2 separate regions of the Mus musculus genome follow, and region 2 is linked to region 1. Evidence: chromatin contacts called from public HiChIP or PLAC-seq data. All regions are on one chromosome and are shown on one strand. Each heading gives the region's core, a stretch centred on a gene start, on an enhancer-like site or on the middle of the called end of the contact. The rest is flanking DNA. Distances are from core to core; before and after follow the strand shown.

Evidence for each region. HiChIP or PLAC-seq counts read pairs in DNA pulled down with a chosen protein or histone mark.
Region 2: an H3K4me3 HiChIP or PLAC-seq map of embryonic stem cells shows a contact between it and region 1, with 23 read pairs. The contact joins the enhancer-like site here to the promoter of Rab20 in region 1. A contact is called at or near these places in 10 of 39 promoter capture datasets (the 3T3-L1 cell line, the HPC-7 cell line, cranial neural crest and 7 more), 6 of 115 datasets of contacts at active chromatin or transcription factors (the SCID.adh cell line, bone marrow-derived macrophages, embryonic stem cells and 1 more) and 3 of 9 other capture datasets (adipose tissue, liver and pancreatic islet).

What each region holds. Positions count from the first base shown.
Region 1 is chr8:11,476,906-11,480,532 of GRCm38.p6, reverse strand. It overlaps Rab20 (RAB20, member RAS oncogene family), which reads left to right and starts at 1,893. Exons shown (of 2, transcript NM_011227.2): 1 at 1,893-2,205. The coding sequence starts at 2,034. E230013L22Rik (RIKEN cDNA E230013L22 gene) reads right to left here and starts at 2,604. Exons shown (of 2, transcript NR_126558.1): 1 at 1,850-2,604; 2 at 292-1,392.
Region 2 is chr8:11,510,821-11,514,706 of GRCm38.p6, reverse strand. Naxd (NAD(P)HX dehydratase) reads right to left here. Exons shown (of 10, transcript NM_001190357.1): 9 at 2,710-2,830; 10 at 1,420-1,812. The coding sequence ends at 1,662. Cars2 (cysteinyl-tRNA synthetase 2 (mitochondrial)(putative)) reads left to right here. Exons shown (of 15, transcript NM_001359137.1): 14 at 8-214; 15 at 516-690. The coding sequence ends at 593. Among named protein-coding and RNA genes, the nearest start is that of Naxd, 15 kb to the right of the region's middle. Within about 2 kb of position 1,261, at least 8 of the 459 cell types and tissues checked have an H3K27ac peak or open chromatin away from gene starts, as enhancers often do. A contact at or near this core is called in embryonic stem cells, where this site is marked.

The DNA.
Region 1 (3,627 bases), core at 644-3,143:
TATTACCTTTAAATTATAATTGATGCACATCTGTGGTAGGAAATAAAAGCAAAACCAGATAGGCCAACTCTTACTCCACACCCACAGGGCAGCTGTCCTCGCTCAGTACTCCTCCGGTCATTTTCTATGAACCTACTTTTGTTTTGTTTTGACAGGGTTTCAATATGTATCCCTGGCTGTCTTGGAACTCACTCTGTAGACCTTGAACTGGCCTTGAACTCAGAGATCTGTCTGCCTCTGCCTCTGCCTCCCAACCCCTGAGTTCTGGGATTAAAAGAGTAAGCCAGAACAGGGCTTTCATGTTGTTTTATTTTTAAGTATTTGGTTTTCCTTGTTTTCTGTTTAACTACATCTCCATTGGGAAGTAACCTCTCTCAGCTATTATATCATGAAATTAGGATGTCTCACCTCTGAGAAAATTAGAAGAACTCAACACCAGAAGATCCTCGAAGGGTGATAGGGGTAGGGACTCTTGCCACCCCCTGATCCTAGCTTAGATGTTTACACAGAACCCATTTCTCTCTCTCTCAGCCTCTGGGGACTTGTCGTCTGGTTACTCCTCCAGCCTGGCCCTGTAACTTTCATGCAACAAGCCCTTAGTAAGTTGGAAGTAACTTAAATTTCCCTGGGAGGACATGCGGTGGGGTGGGATGGGCGGCTAGCAGAAGCCTGGGGCTTAGAGGGAGCTGGTTTCACGCGCTGGTGAGCATTCCACGCCCCAGAACGTACTTTCCCACCCGCATTCCCTAGAGCAACGGTCCTCAGTTCTCAGGCAGGGTGCTTGAGGCAGGCGTAGCCATCTCGCCTCGGTGGAATCTCTGCACCTGCAGAGGGAGAAGCTACTAGGAGAGTCGTCTCCCTTCCCTTCCCTCCCCTGGACCTAGTGGGCTTTACTCAGCCCCAAATATCTCCTCCGCCTCCCTGCATGCTTGTGCCCCTGGAGGAAGATTTTGGTTTTAGGGGTTCTCTGTTATAGGAGAAAGGGAAGCTGTTTTCTAGCAGTCACTGCAAATGCAAAGTCAAGTTTTCCCTTCAAGGTTTCTTGCAGAAGTAAAAAGCGAACCTAGCAGGCACCTCCCGGTGTCCCCGACCCATCCACATTCTCCCTTAAATCTTAGCCGACTTCCAAGGGACTTTCCCAGCCAGGCAACTCTCCACCTGTGTGGGTGCAACCAAGGTGCACCGAGGAGGAGCGCTGGGCACAGGCTGGGAAGCGAAACAGAGCCAAGGGAGCCTGTGACTAGACAAACACCAGGTCCTGGGCCTCTCCGCGGCTACCCGGGCTTTTGGAGGAACTGGAGCGTCCGAAGGAAGGCGCTCTGGAACTTTCACCTTAGGACCCAGGTCCTAGGCTCCAAACTTGGCGACATACAGGCTTTCAAAGGGTGGGGACTGTAAAAAAAAAAAAAAAAAGCGGTACTGTAGCCCTGCTAGAGTCAGGGGTGCGGGAAGAGGGAGGCTGGCGTGGGTTGGGCCAGTGGAGAGGGGTTCCAGGAAAGGGCTGGCTGGGCTGGAGAAGGGCTTGGAGAAGGTATGGGAAGGAGCTGGGGCGGGAGGTAGGGGCCAGGGCTCTGGGAAGGGCAGAAAAATAAAGGAGGAACGGAGTTTGGGATTATAGGGACGGACGCAGGACGGTCCTTGAGGGAGGGGGAATGGGAAAGAATGGGGAGGGGTGGGCGTGGGGCTGAGATTTAGCAGGCAGAGAAAGGGAATTTGGGGAAGGAGAGATAGGGAGTAATAGGAACGAGGCAGGGGTGATGGGGAGTGTGGAAGGGGCTTGGGAGAAGACTGGGGGCGGGGCCTAGGCGGACCAGGGGGCGTGGGGTGGGCGTGGCGGCCGGGCACCCACGTGGTCGCAGGGCTGCGTTCACACTCCGGTACAGAGCTGTGGCGCGCTTCCTCTTTGGCACTTCATCGAGTTCGGATCTCAGGCCAGGGCCACTAGAGTTCGGGGTCCCTGGAGGCCGGGGTCCGCGTCCCCTGGCATCCTGGGCGGGTGACCGAGAAGCGCAGGGGTCATCTCCTCCGCGGCTATGCGGAAGCCGGATGGGAAGATCGTACTGCTGGGGGACATGAACGTGGGTAAAACGTCGCTGCTGCAGCGCTACATGGAGCGTCGCTTCCCGGACACGGTCAGCACCGTGGGCGGCGCCTTCTACCTGAAGCAGTGGCGTTCCTTCAACATCTCCATATGGGACACCGCAGGTGAGGGCGGCGCCGCCGGGACAGGCGGGCTTCGGGGCTCTGCGGGGTCGAGGAGTCGTCTGTGGGCAGCCGCGGGGTCTCCACTTTGGGCTGTGACATTCATTGCACCTCTGTTCCCACTTGCCTTGCTTTGCCGATTGAGAAAATCTCCAGTTCAGCAGCACTCTGTGCGTCTTCGCGAAGATTCGGGTTATCCTGGGAGAGATCTCCGATCAGTACGACTCTCGCTTCTTAGGTGCTTTAATGTCCCCCTCAGGGTGCCCTCCTTTGGTGTACAAAGCAGCCTTGGGAGTTGAGCACCGCTGCTATTACCGACTTCTTTATGAACGAGGAAACTGAGTCAGAGAGCGTTGGACCACTCTGCTGGATGTAAGGCGACTGGGAAGTAGAGTTGGAATCGCCCAGCCTCCTCGACTCACGGTTATTTACCCAGTGCCGAGTCTTGGCTGGTGCGCAAGTCACGTGAGTGGAATAGCTTCCTGTACTGGCATTTTTAAGATAGGTAGTGAATTATTTTTAGTGCGTGTACAACTTCGTCTTGGACTTTCCCGATTAATTTGCTTCTGTCTTCTCCCTTTTCCATGATAAAGAAATAAGATACTTTAAGTGAAACAAACGAACCCGGAAATAGTATGGTATAGTTTCAGGGAGAGAGGTTTCCAATGTATGAAACTCCCAAGTTCTGACTTTTTATGTTGTGTAAAGTGTGGTGGCGCACGCCTTTAATCCCAGCACTTGGGAGGCAGAGGCAGGAGGATTTCTGAGTTCGAGGCCACCCTGGTCTACAGAGTGAGTTCCAGGACAGCCAGGGCTATACAGAGAAACCCGTCTTGAAAAACCAAAAAAGAGTGATGTACTCAAAAGCCTCGCTCCTAATCCCTGACTCCTTGTCTTGCGCGTATCAATCTGTTGGCTATGTAATACATTCTGATCAAGCTGAGTTAGTGAAGGTCTGGGGAGCTTCCCTCCCTCCTCTGTCTTCCCCGTTCCTTACTTAGCCACCGTGGGAAATGGACTGATTTCTACTTTCCCTGTCTTTCCTTTGGCTCTGGTCTTTACTCCGCGTTGCAGGCAGAGCCTCCGAGTTTTCTCAGGCTGTCTACCTGCCACTGAGCACTCATGAATGCAATATCTCAGAGTCAAGACTAGTCAGACTCTGGACTCCTTTTCCAGCCTCCGACAGAGCTCCGCCTCTACGCTTGGCTTAAATGGCTTGCCTGCTGCTCTGGGTTTGTAAGAGGAGAAAGCAGAATTGGTCAGCTTTCCCCACACCTCTTAATGTTTCTGGAGTAGCGATAGATGTGTGGCCGACACAGCACAGGGTAACTGTGTCCCCGCTAGCTGTTTCAATTTGGTGGGTGGAGCCACTTTCTTCGTCAAGGCCGAGGATATGATGAATCCGGAATGTTGGTCAGCAGGGGA
Region 2 (3,886 bases), core at 12-2,511, 35 kb before region 1:
GGCTCAGTGTGTTTCAGGAGACAGCAGCACAGTAACGTTGCGCTGTGTGGTAGATGAACTCGTGCGCTTCAGGCTGAAGGTCCGCCAGTATGCACTGGACACACCCGGGGCTGCTGGGGAGGCTCGGAAACGGCAGCTCCAGGAAAGGCAGCCCTTGCTGGAGGCATGTGACACACTCCGACAGGACCTCGTCACCCATGGCATCAATGTTAAGGTGAGTGATACTGCAAATCCAGGCAGAGCAGTGTCACAGGAGACAGTGAGGGGGCAGACAGTGGCTAGTCATTGGTTTCTGAGAGACCCACTCGAGGCAGATGTGGAGGCCGGGAGGGGAAGGTGTGTAAGCAGGAAGAATTGCAAAACTCAACCCTCATGGGTGAGGAGCTGGCCTGTCAGGCAGTGTTATCCCCCCCTCCTCGGCATCCCTCTGCCCCCTCTGCCTCCACTGCCTCTGCTTTGTAATCCATCACCTCGAATAAGAGGATGTGATGTCTACCCAGAACCTTCTCCTTCAGGACAGAGGCAGTGCAGCCTCCACATGGGAACTGCTGGATCCAAGGACAAGACACCAGAAACCTGGGGACCGAGGATGAGGTGGCTGCATCCCATGCGCTGCCATACCCTGGCCTTCTGCTCTTTTGTGATGAAAACTTTATATTAAAGTTGCCAATTGTGGCTGTTTAGCCAATAGTAAAGTGGGCCTATGCTGCCCACTGGTGTGTATTTGGAACAGCCTGGAAGATTAACTGTGTACCACTGATGGCCACATTTGCAACATTCCCTTCAGTAAGTTCATGTCTGTTCAGGAGACATTCCTGGACATGGTTAGCTGGCCCTTAGACAAGGGGAGCCAGAGAGCAGACCCCCACTAACTAGGCATGCAGCTGGCAGGCCACTCTCGGGAGGGAGGCTCAGCAGGCAGAGTGAGGGCCACAGTGGGCAGCAGTGAGCACACGAGTAGTAGACCTGCAGAATCTGGGCACTCCCTGCCACACTCAAATGCCAGTGGCACCCAGGTTTCCTGCCCTCCCCACAGGCCTCTAACAGATCTGCTCTGCATGGCCACTGTCTGTTCTAAACTACTTCACTAAGCTAGCACTCGGTCACTCAACAGAAAACTATGGGGCCCAAGAATGTCCTGTGAGCCTCAGTTAAAAACCAAACCCTGCACTCCCCAGCCACATGAAGATTGGAGCCCTGTGAGGGGCGACTTTCTAGTAACGGAAGGGTGGAGCCCTTGTGAGGGGTGACTGTCTAGTAACAGAAGGGTGGAGCCCTGTGAGGGGTGACTGTCTAGTAACAGAAGGATGGAGCCCTGTGAGGGGTGACTGTCTAGTATTGGAAGGATGGAGCCCTCTGTGTGAGGGGTGACTAGTAACGAAAAGGCACGAGAAGCAGAGAACAACCACAAACTCCAAATTTCCTGTCTCAGAGCAAGCCCAGATCCAGTTGGGCTGCTGGGAATTTTATTCTCATTTTCTTTTCAGCTATTTCTGAGAAGCCAAGAAAACCTTGAAAGACCAGATTAGTGTCGTAGTTGACATATCAACTCTACATTAGTGAGAATACATGGTTAGGTCGTAAATCCTCTGTTCCAAGTGCTGCTGAGCCCAAGGCTAGGCAAATGGAGGATTCAGTCTGTCACTCCAGTCTGCACAGGTTCAGGTCGTGAAGAGCCTGCTGAAGGCAGTTCCTACCTCTGTGATCATGTCGGTAGTGGTTGTAGAGCGCCCGTACTTCTGGAAGGCCTGCCGGTTACACTCCCTTGTGAGTGTGCAGGCGCCCCAGGCAGCCACCAGGAGTGGGCTGGAGCTGTAAGATAAGAGCACAATCAAAGGCTTTCTCGTTGTAGGCCACAGTAAGGGCCCTGGGCTCTCCGTTTTCACCCCATTTCTACCTTCAGCTCCCAAATAGCAACCTCAAGCCAGCTGAGGCTTCTGAGAGGCCACTTTTCTACAGCTGCACACTGGCACGCAACACCCCCAACATCCTCACTGGGCCTGGGATAAGGTGCCGTGGCAGAGTAGGCCTAAGAAGCACTAGGAGGCCCTGGGTCCCATTCCTGCGATGGGTTGGAACCCAATAGAGGTTTTTCTAGGTGTGTGGTACCTGCTGGTGGTGTAGGCTTTAATGGTGCTCACTGGTTTTCTTGGAAGGTGGCAGAATGCACACTCCATTTTGGGCCACAGGACAAACTAGAACCGTCTCTGCACCACTGCCCTGCATATCTGAGTGAAGGTCAAGGCCACCTGAGATACCCAGTCTGCACCAGTGGATCCTGTGAGGTCCCGGGAGCTGCACATCTCATACCTAGCATGTGTGGCTATAATGGTCCATAGGACAGGTCAGAGGTGTGGGGCTGCCTGTGAGCTTAGCATCCTGCTGTCCCAGAGACTCACAGCTGTGAGGACGAGTGTCCAGGAGGGCCATTCCTCTACCTGCATGCTCTCTATCCTCAGTTGATAGAAGCCCCTGCTGAACTCCCCCACAATGGTGTCAATCAACCATGGCTGCTTGGATTAGCACCAATGCCAGGGCCACACCCTCAACTGGTTTATTTTGGGTCTGGCGGGTGTGTGTAGAAGCTCCTGTGGGCAGGGAGCCTTGGCTTCAGACGTCTCCCATGGTCCACTGGTAGTTCACCAGGGACATTAAAGAGTTCCAACACGTGAATAGTATCAAAGCAGGACAGACAATGGTGCGCCATACCCATTTGTTTTCTCTGGTCCAGCACGGAGGGCCCAGTGCACCATGACACCCAGGGAGCCTGACAGGAGATCGCCTTGCCCGCCACACCTGCGACTGCTGCCTTCTTGGTTACACACAAGCACTATAAAGAACACACACCATGAGCTGCCCCTCCCTGCTTGTTCCAAGGAGGAAGTATACCTCACAGCCTATGGAGCTTGAGCCCCTGAGACAAGCAGCCCATCCCACAACACGCTATCTCACAACAGGCCTCCAAAGTGCCCAGAGCAGCATCCCTCAGCACCCCACATGGACACCCCGACAACCACTATCTGCCTGTGCCCATGAAAATGTTTCCTTGGGAAACGTCTTGAGAACCCGGTGCCGCATCTGAATGTGCTGGGATCAGGGGAGCCTCACTGCTGGAGTCCGGGCGCCCTGAGGACATTCTGTGCACCCCGTCCCGGATAGTCATGGTTCATATGCATGGCCACTGTACCTCGCTTAGGGTTTTGGATTTTTTTAAAGATTTATTTCATTTATATGATGAGCACAGTGTTGCTGTCCTCAGACATACCAGTAAAGGGTATTGGGTCTCATTATAGATGGTTGTAAGCCACCATGAAGTTGCTGGGAATTGAACTCGGGACAACTGAAAGTGCTCTTAATGCTCATAACCGCTGAGCCTATCCCTTGGGCTTCTAAGAAATCTAATTTCAGGTCTCTGTCAACAACTACATCTTGCTAACAGCTATTTATTACACTGAGTAGCATGATGACAGGCCTGGCGGTCTCTGAGAGTGAGTGCAGGGCAGCAGGCTCACTAGGAACAGACACACCCCTCCCTGCGCCCACGCTGCTCCTGGCTGAGTGCCCCTTAAGCTCCTGGGGGAGGCAGCTGGCATTCCCAGTCCATGTCAGCTCTGAGGGTTCCTTCACTTCCCAGTTAAGACAAAACACAGCAGCTGGGTGGTGGTGGCACACACCTTTAATCCTAGCACTTGGGAGGCAGAGGCAGGCGAATTTCTGAGTTCCAGGCCAGCCTGGTCTACAATGTGAGTTCCAGGACAGCTGAGGCTATACAGAGAAACCCTGTCTCGAAAAACCAAAAAACAAACAAACAAAAAAAAAAACAACCAAAGACAAAACACAGCAAAAGACCCAATGACTGTTGTTATGTGTGATTTTATTACGTGGG